2 separate regions of the Ovis aries genome follow, and region 2 is linked to region 1. A link is a contact called in public Hi-C data. All regions are on one chromosome and are shown on one strand. The core of a region is the stretch at or near the end of the contact, and the rest is flanking DNA. Distances in the headings are between cores, read along the strand shown. Region 1 overlaps TBC1D5 (TBC1 domain family member 5). Region 2 overlaps TBC1D5 (TBC1 domain family member 5).

Region 1 (3,947 bases), core at 665-3,164:
TTGTTTTGTTTTGTTAAAGCACATTGGCTTTGAAAAGCTTATAATACTTGAAATCTTGACTGTGTGAAATGGGTTTAAAATAATTGCTAATTGTCCCAATCCTTTGCCAAAGACTTACCAGGTTAAAGTTGTCGACTTCACGTGTCCTGAACAAAGATCTGACAGCTGTCGTGGGGTCTGGTCTTTCTTACATGAAGAGTTTCGTGTGTGTAGAATTCTAGTGGCTCTAAAATTTTAGAGGAAATTCCAGATCTATAAAAAGTAAGAATTAAAAGCTGTTATATTTCTATTAAATTCGTTTTGGAAAAAAATTCTTTAAAACAAGAGAGACAAATATCTTCTTACTTTTAAAATGATTTCACTGCATAAGGTTAGACTTCTGCTCATGGAATCTCACCCCATCTCTTATGTTGGCACATAGCTGAGTGAGAAGATACTGCTCTAAAATTAATTAACTTTGTAAAACTATATTCAGAAGAGGCAAAAGTAACTGAATTAATTCATTATTGACCAGAGACATATTAATACGTCTTTTGTTACCCAAACATTATTGACCTGAGACATTTCGAGATTCACTTAATAAATCGCCAGCCACAGGTATTCATTTCTGCAAACACCTCTCAGTCAATAATGTGTTAAAAGAGAAGAATTATAGGTGAATTAAAGAACTGTCAGTACTGAATCTTACTGTATAAAAGTATGTGCCTTTTATAAATATGTGTCTATATATGTGATTTCTGTAGCCACATGTTGCCTTACTTACATATCAGACATTTGGTTCTGTTCTGCTCATTACAGTGGCTGCAGTCTTTTTGTGGCCATTGAGCCCTTCAGGTGTGGCTGGTCCAAACTCAGATGTGCTATCTGTAAAATATATGCTGGATTTCAAACACTTTGTACAAAAGAAAGCATGTAAAAGTCTCAATTTTTATACTGATTACATGTTTTTAGTGTCAACATTTTGGATAAGTCAAATGGAACAAAATATTATTATATGTAATTTCACTCTGTTTTTTTTTTTCTCTTTTTTTATGTGGCTTGCTAGAAACTTTTACATTACATATGAAGCTTGTATTTGTGACCTGCATTATACGTCTGTGGGACTGTGCTAGTCTAGAACATCCGTGGTGTACCTACTTATGTTTTAGTAACAGCAGATAGAAAATCTGTTGAATAACTTTCAACTGTAACCTCTGATTTTATTTTCTTACATTTCAAATACTGTTTTTCAACATCATCTTTCCATTCTTTTTTTTTTTTCCTATCCCTGTGTGGTGTCACTTTAAGCCGCCTCGTCACTTGATACTAGTAAGTCTCCTAGGAATTTGAATAGACCTCAGTGAGAGCCGTGCTTGAGCCTCATTCATGTGTTCAAGTTAGATCATCATTCCTAATAAAGGCTTTAAGTGCTTTGGTGGATCAGCACTTCATGTCTTGAATTGCTGTCATTTCTTTATAAAGATATTTCAAGAAACTGCACGGTGCCTTCCCTTCTTTTCATTGTTTTCTAGCAAAAGGTAACAGAATCTTTTATTAATTTGTTGAAAGTCAGAGAAGAAAAGCCTTTTATAGTAGCAAAAACGAAATGTTTCCAAGTACTGAGAATAAGGAGCAAAACTGGTCATGAGTGATACTCTTAGGAAAGTTAATTTCAAAAATAAATCATGAATGCACTGTCAGTCGGCCAGTGGTTTTGACCCCTGTTTCGTTTATCCTGTTATGCTTGGGTCCAGGTTGTCATCAGCTACCACGAGGAAACCTATGCAATTCCTAGAGAGCGAGAAGTTGCGCTGTTGGGCTTAATAGTGTGGCAGTCATGGAGGCATCCGTCGTCTTCATCAAGGCAATTCAGATCTGATTATCGTAGAGCTGCACTGAATACCAAACCAGTGGAGGAGTAGCTGGAGCTAAATGAAGGGATTGTCATTTTTGTCAGATGATTAGGGCTGACTTGGAAGAGATATGAAAGGGCTGAGCTGTGTAAATACTCTCTTTTCAGCAGAAAAAGAAAAGGTCCATTACGGCCTTAAGATGCAGCTTGTTAGCTTGATGAGTTTCAAACTATTTAACCTTAGCAATTATGTCCCCCGCCTACATGAAAGTATATCTGTGCCTTGGGGTTATGTCTCCAAGGACTGATATGAAAGCATGTTGATAATTTTATATTAAAATAAAATCCAGCCTTTCTGTGTCTAGTTGGTTCTCTCAAAGGACAGGGCGTGCTGTTTCAAGGTCCAAATTATTAATTTGAATTACATGTTTAGGTAAACACTGGATCACATTTACTTGTTTTAAAAAAACTTCTTAATGAAAAATACGTAGTTTAACCTTTTAGAGATAATGATATTCAGGTTATGCTATTAACGTGTTACATTTTTTAAAAAGTGTGTTTTTATAGAAGTGTATTTGATTAATTTTTATTTGCCCGAGGAACTTGATACTTACAAATTATAGACACATTAAATAATAGAACCTGTTTAAGTAGACACACCCAGCCTAATGATTCAAGAACATTTCTGCAAGCTTATAAATAATATTAAATGCCAGAAAGCGCAGTGTGTTGCTGCTTTTATAAAAATGTGCATTGGTCAGTTTGCTTTTGTATTGTGGTGGTACCCTGATAATATGTCCACTACCTGGGTACTTATTCAACTCGTATGTAAGAACAGATGCATAGAAACTGCTAACTTGAAAAGAATTGCCAAATTCCAGAATAACACAGTCATTTTAGAAGAAGAAAGACTCAGTGTGCCATCTAGTGGGCGTACGTAGCATCCTAGTTGTCAAAAACTGTTTTTTGCTCTTCTTCAAAATGTAGCTTTCTTAACCATTGTTGTGTCTCCTAGCCCTGAGAATAGGTTGTACTGGTGTTCCATCTTACATAATACCTCAGCTTTGTTGTAATTTTATCTGATTGTATTTTGGAAAGGCATATTGAAACTGATCAAAATTATTGAAAAGAAATCTAATGAAAGGAAGAGATCAGTGTGACCTGAGGCAGGTGAAAGTAAAATGTATTAAGTAATTTTGGTGTTTAATCAGACAGAGATAAGTTGGGGCAAAACTTCAACAATGAAAAAAATACCAAGCACATTAATTATTAAACATCATTATTATATGTATGTTTTTCTTTAAGAGTATAAAAGCAATCGTTTCATCATTTTTGTCTTAATATACAAATTATATAATTTTATACATTTTAACTTCTTGCTTTTTTTCTATAGAAAAATCCAAGACCAGTGACCTACCAGTTCCATCCAAATCTGGATTATTACAAAGCCCGAGGAGCAGACCTCGTAAATAAAAGCCGGTAAGTCCTCTTTCTCTGATGGACATTCTGAGTCACTAAGATGTTCTTGGAGATTGTCAGGAAATGTTACACATTTGCTGAAAATAATTTTCCAGGTTTTAGCATATCAGTGGTTAATGCATGTAATAAATCTCTGTTAAATGAATTATCTGAGTTTTTCTTTGAGGTGTGAGAAAAGGATGTATGTTGATGTCAGTGGTCATAAAAATTAAATAAATACCAGAGTACGTGTTACAGATTGAATTTTGGCAACTTCATTTTTCTAACACTAATAAACCTAAAATAAATTGTGCCTACATGTATAATCTCTTTCTGGATCCTTTCTATTGATTGAAAAGAGGCAGTTCTATAATATATGTTTAAATTATTTCAGTAACAAAATTAAAATTGGGTTTCCCAACTGTCTTTAGAACTGCACAATAAGCTTATAAATGCATCTTATGTGTGCATTTGTGATTACATACATAGAAACTTTAAGGGTCACTGTAGGAATAAAAAATCATTAAAATCCTACTTTTAAAAGAAATTCCCACTTGCATAAAGGGTTGATGAACAGTTTTGTTCTTTCATAATACCATACTCAGATGTCTCAAGAGTTGACTTGTCAAACCAGAACCATCTCAAATTAGAGCTTAAT
Region 2 (4,378 bases), core at 423-2,922, 170 kb before region 1:
GTTTCAATGGTGCTGCACCACATGAGAGCATTTTCCACCTAGAAATACGAAGAAATCCATTTTAGGCTTGTGAGTAATTGTGAGTTGTCTTTATGAGTATTTATGTATAAGTAATATGCCCTGATGTTTTGTTATGAAGGGGAAAAAAGCTTTGAATAAAAGTAAGTTTTTAAAAATTCCTGATATAGGAAGCAAAAAAGCCAGTACAGTTTCTAATTGCCTTTTAGAGTCTCTGAGTTCCCTCATTACCTGTGATTTAAGCTAAAAATGAGGTAATTACAGATCACATCAGTGTTTATCTGGTTGATCCCGACACCTGCAGTCCTGACGCAGCTTACCCAGATCTGGGGCCACACTTAAGAGTCTGATGCTGACATTCCTAATTTACGCTTCTCCCATTTCCTTTGATTTTTAAGTTAGATGTTCCTTGTTCTATTCCAATAGTATTTTAAAAAACTATACCTTTAAAATGTTATAAAGACACATACTTTTTTATGTGAATATTGGAATCATGGTACAGTCCTTTAATTAAGAGGAATCTTCCCTTAACACATTTCGCTGCAGATTAAAAATTTAACTGTGTCCTTTTCCCTTTGCGTTTGATAAAGCAAATACGGTCATAATTAATATGGCAGTCTTTCCACATATTGACATGCACTCTAGGATAGTAAAGTTATTTAAACCACTTCACATCAGGTGCAGCTTTCTTCCCTGTGGTTCCGTGCCTTTAGATACTCTTCCCATCTAACTCTGATCTTGTCCAGTTTAAAGATCACCTTTTCTTGGCCTGGCCTTTAGTCCTGCTGTTGCTCTGGTCAGACCACAGAGACGAGACGGCCTTGGCTGACCGGCCACCGCTGAGAGCTCCTGTGCCACCCCCCCCCCCATCCCAGCTGCCCCTTCTCTGCAGCGACGTCTCAGCCTTCCCTGTGGGGACAGCCCTTCTCTATTCCACTCCACAACTTCATTATCTGCAAGAGCAAAGTAGTACCTCTTAACCAAGTGACTGGAGGCCCTCAGGACTAGACTGTGGGTAGCCTGTGACCTCTGCTCAGTTATTGTAGGTGCCGGGGTTTCTTGTGTTAACTCCATAGAGACATTGTTCCTTGTCTAACGAAAACCAAAAAATGGGGCAAAACCATTATGTAAAATATACAATAGAGGGCTTTTTCTGTGTATCCTCATTTGGGAGAGCAATTCAGAAATTTTTTCATTTCAAAATTGCCATGTCACTTATGCAAGCTTCAGGTTAGAAAAATATTAAACAGTTAGATGTAGAAGGTGCTAACCAGTTTCACACTCATGTTATGTGCATATCTTGGGAAGTATGTTAAGAGATGTTATTTTCTTGGGCTCCCAAATCACTGCGGACGTTGACTGCAGCAGTGAAATTAAAAGATGCTTGCTCCTTGGAAGGAAAGCTATGACAAACCGAGACAGCATATTAAAAAGCAGAGACATTACTTTGCTGACACAGGACCGTCTAGTCAAAGCTATGATTTCTCCAGCAGTCACGTATGGATGTGAGAGTTGGACCATAAAGAAGGCTGAGCACTGATGAACTGATGCTTTCAAACTGTGGTGGTGGAGAAGACTCCTGAGAGTGAGTCCCTGAACATGTTTTCAGGGACCCGGTGCCTGCACTGCAGAGACTTGGCCACTAGGTGGCACCAGGGCATGTTTATGAGAGGTTTCAAGGGCCTGGTCTCTATAATCTGTTCCATTTGCGGCAATTAGGCACCTAAATGTCCCCTGTGTTCTTAACCACTCACAGCATCTGCTGACTCACGTTCTCAGTCCAGCTGGTGAAAACGTATCTCTATACTTTTGGACCTCATGTTCAAAACCTAAAGCTGTAAGGAAGGAGATACAAGGCGCATCCCTCTCCTGCCCTCTTAGGGCCTTTTCGTCCTTTGGTGTGTGGAGAACCACGCTTCCCTTTGCTGCTGCCAGCCCCGTCATTCAGGGCGGTCTGGCCCGCATTCTCATTCTTTCTCTCTTGTGACAATTTACTTACTTTTTCTGAGACTCAGTTTTGTCATTCATAAAGAGGGGTTGAAAATACTCAGGAGGGTCGTTGGAAAGGTTAAAAGTGATTTACCCAAAATATAACATATCATAACATGAATGGATTTTTTTTTAGCAGTTTGAGAGCATCATTGCTAGATTTTTTGCTACGACAGACTATATAGTTTTATGTAACACAAAGTTAACAACTATCTCTTCTTTACTCTTGTTAATTAAATGGAAAAATTCCGCCGCCGACTCCTCAGTACTTAACATTCTTTTCCCAGGTTCAAGACTGTTGGCCACCATTTGTATTTGTGATTGGAAAGAACTTTTCTTTTGGTCCAGCTCCCGTCAACGGGTTCAGCTTTCCCACATTCTGTCCTCTGTACACTGTTCGACTTCTGGCAGCTAAGTTTTTGGGTGGCATTTCAGTGCCTGTGGGGATACTACTTATCGTGTTTTACACTGAGTTTTAATTTTTTGATGTAAAGTTATTTCTCCCTCCTCTGAACTGCCACAGTGCTTTGCCTTAATCCCATGATTATTGGTTGACACATCCGTTTGCTCCCTTAACTGAATGCTTTTAAAAAACACCTCTAAGTGCTAAGTACACAGCAGGCACTGAGTAAATGTTTATTATGTTTACTGTGCATCACAGTTTATTAGCAAAACACCGTCCCATAGAAGAGAAAGACAATTAGTAGATTATTTTGTGGCCTTTATGTGCCTGTGTTGTCAGAGCTCTCCATCAGTTTGAGATTTGTGTTTTAATTAGAACTATAAGTACCTCTGAATAAATTTAAATAATTGTGAATTTCAGAGAGAATGTTTCCATTTCCCATGCCTCAGTCTCCTTTCTTCTTTACCAACACTGTAATCAAGGCACAGGGTCTTATTTGAGCCAACAGATAGTTATCCTTCATTACGTAAGTGCTGTGTGACTTGGCCTTAAAAGGCTGCGGAACTTGATGAGACGGCAGTGGATCTAGCCAGCTGCGTTTGCCTCCACGGTGCGCTGGGCCCTGTGTGTAGGAGCTGCTTTGGGAGAGTCTGGGGGAGCCATTGCCTCACACGCTCCCTCTCTGATCTGAAAAGCACGGTTGCTTTCAGGTCATGGAGCTGCATGGTCTCAGACAAATTATGCCATTTGAAATCTGTGTTTTCTCTTTGTAGACTATAAGCTATTTAAACAGAAGCATGTTTTCTGAGATGTACGCCTATATTGTTCTTTGTTCATTTTTTTTCCTCATTTTGACTAAAACTAAAAGCAAAATTTCAACAGTGAGATGTAGGTGATATATGTGAAGCTAATGGGAAATGGATAGTATATTTAAAATATCATAGATAATACAAATGAACTAAAGTAATGTTCAAAAAGCCCAAGAATTGATTTCCTTGAACTTGAAGTGGCTAAGAATTAACTGAAGCATAAAAACAATGTAAAGAGAATCAAGAGGAAATAAATGTTAGGTTTAAAATATATATGAAAAGTTTCAGTGGTTTGAAAATCAAAATAATTAAAACACACATACATGGCAGGTAGCAGTGTCTTTGATGTATGAAACACTGCTCTCTTGGACCAATAAGTCCAAGTGAAAGCAGCGTTGTTATTAACAACAATGTTAAGTTCTTAGATGTTATGATATGCTGGGTGCCCTTTTAAGGGTTTTTCATATATTTTAATTCTCATAGTAATTATTGGAGGCAGCTGCTATTATTATTACTCCATTTTACAGAGGAGGCAGCAGAGAGACACAGGCTAAGTGAACTTCAGCATGCTTGCACACCTAGTAAATTATGGAGTTTCTGCATGGATGACTTTCTTTGTATCGCAGAAGCGTGGCTCTGATGCCTGTCCTCCTGGCCAGTAGCCTATACTGCTTAAAATGGGCAAAGGGCAAGAAAGGACATTTTAAAAAAGAATAAATAAAATGGCCCCAAATCATGAAAAAATTTTCTGTTTCACTAATGATACAGAAGGAAGTAAAACTCTAAATGAAATTTATTTTCTTCTTTGACTAGGGTGATGGAAATAAGACATTTCCATGGAGTGGTGGTAGGAATTCATTTCTCCCAGTGCAGGGCTGTGGCGAAGGGCTGAGGTTCTCTGCTCAGGGCGTGAGGGACTGCCGTTGCCTTGGCCACTCTTCTGGAAGGCTGGGTGTGGAAGACACAGCTTGCTCCGCAGTCAGGGGCCGGAGCACTGGGCGTGCCGCTGGTTGGGATGCACAGTCTGCGGCCGCCTCGTGTACGGCTTTTCTTTCCGAACACGAGTGGGGCCTGGCCAGGGACAGCCCCGCATGTGGCACAGAGGATGATCGAGAGGTTTCGTGGCTTCCTTTAGAGTTCATCTTTCTGAAGAGAGTGC

Evidence for each region. A called contact is a pair of places that touch in the nucleus more often than the background predicts.
Region 2: a contact with region 1 is called in a Hi-C map of hypothalamus, with 5 times the contacts expected there. The contact joins two enhancer-like sites. A contact is called at or near these places in 6 of 16 Hi-C or Micro-C datasets (hypothalamus, liver, muscle and 2 more).

Annotation. Positions count from the first base shown.
Region 1 is chr1:275,223,913-275,227,859 of ARS-UI_Ramb_v3.0, reverse strand. TBC1D5 (TBC1 domain family member 5) reads left to right here. Exons shown (of 24, transcript XM_060396797.1): 17 at 3,225-3,310. Among named protein-coding and RNA genes, the nearest start is that of TRNAS-GGA, 11 kb to the left of the region's middle. Within about 2 kb of position 1,914, at least 7 of the 54 cell types and tissues checked have an H3K27ac peak or open chromatin away from gene starts, as enhancers often do. A contact at or near this core is called in hypothalamus, where this site is marked.
Region 2 is chr1:275,395,270-275,399,647 of ARS-UI_Ramb_v3.0, reverse strand. The region is part of intron 5 of TBC1D5 (TBC1 domain family member 5); the gene reads left to right. Among named protein-coding and RNA genes, the nearest start is that of TRNAW-CCA, 31 kb to the left of the region's middle. Within about 2 kb of position 1,672, at least 6 of the 54 cell types and tissues checked have an H3K27ac peak or open chromatin away from gene starts, as enhancers often do. A contact at or near this core is called in hypothalamus, where this site is marked.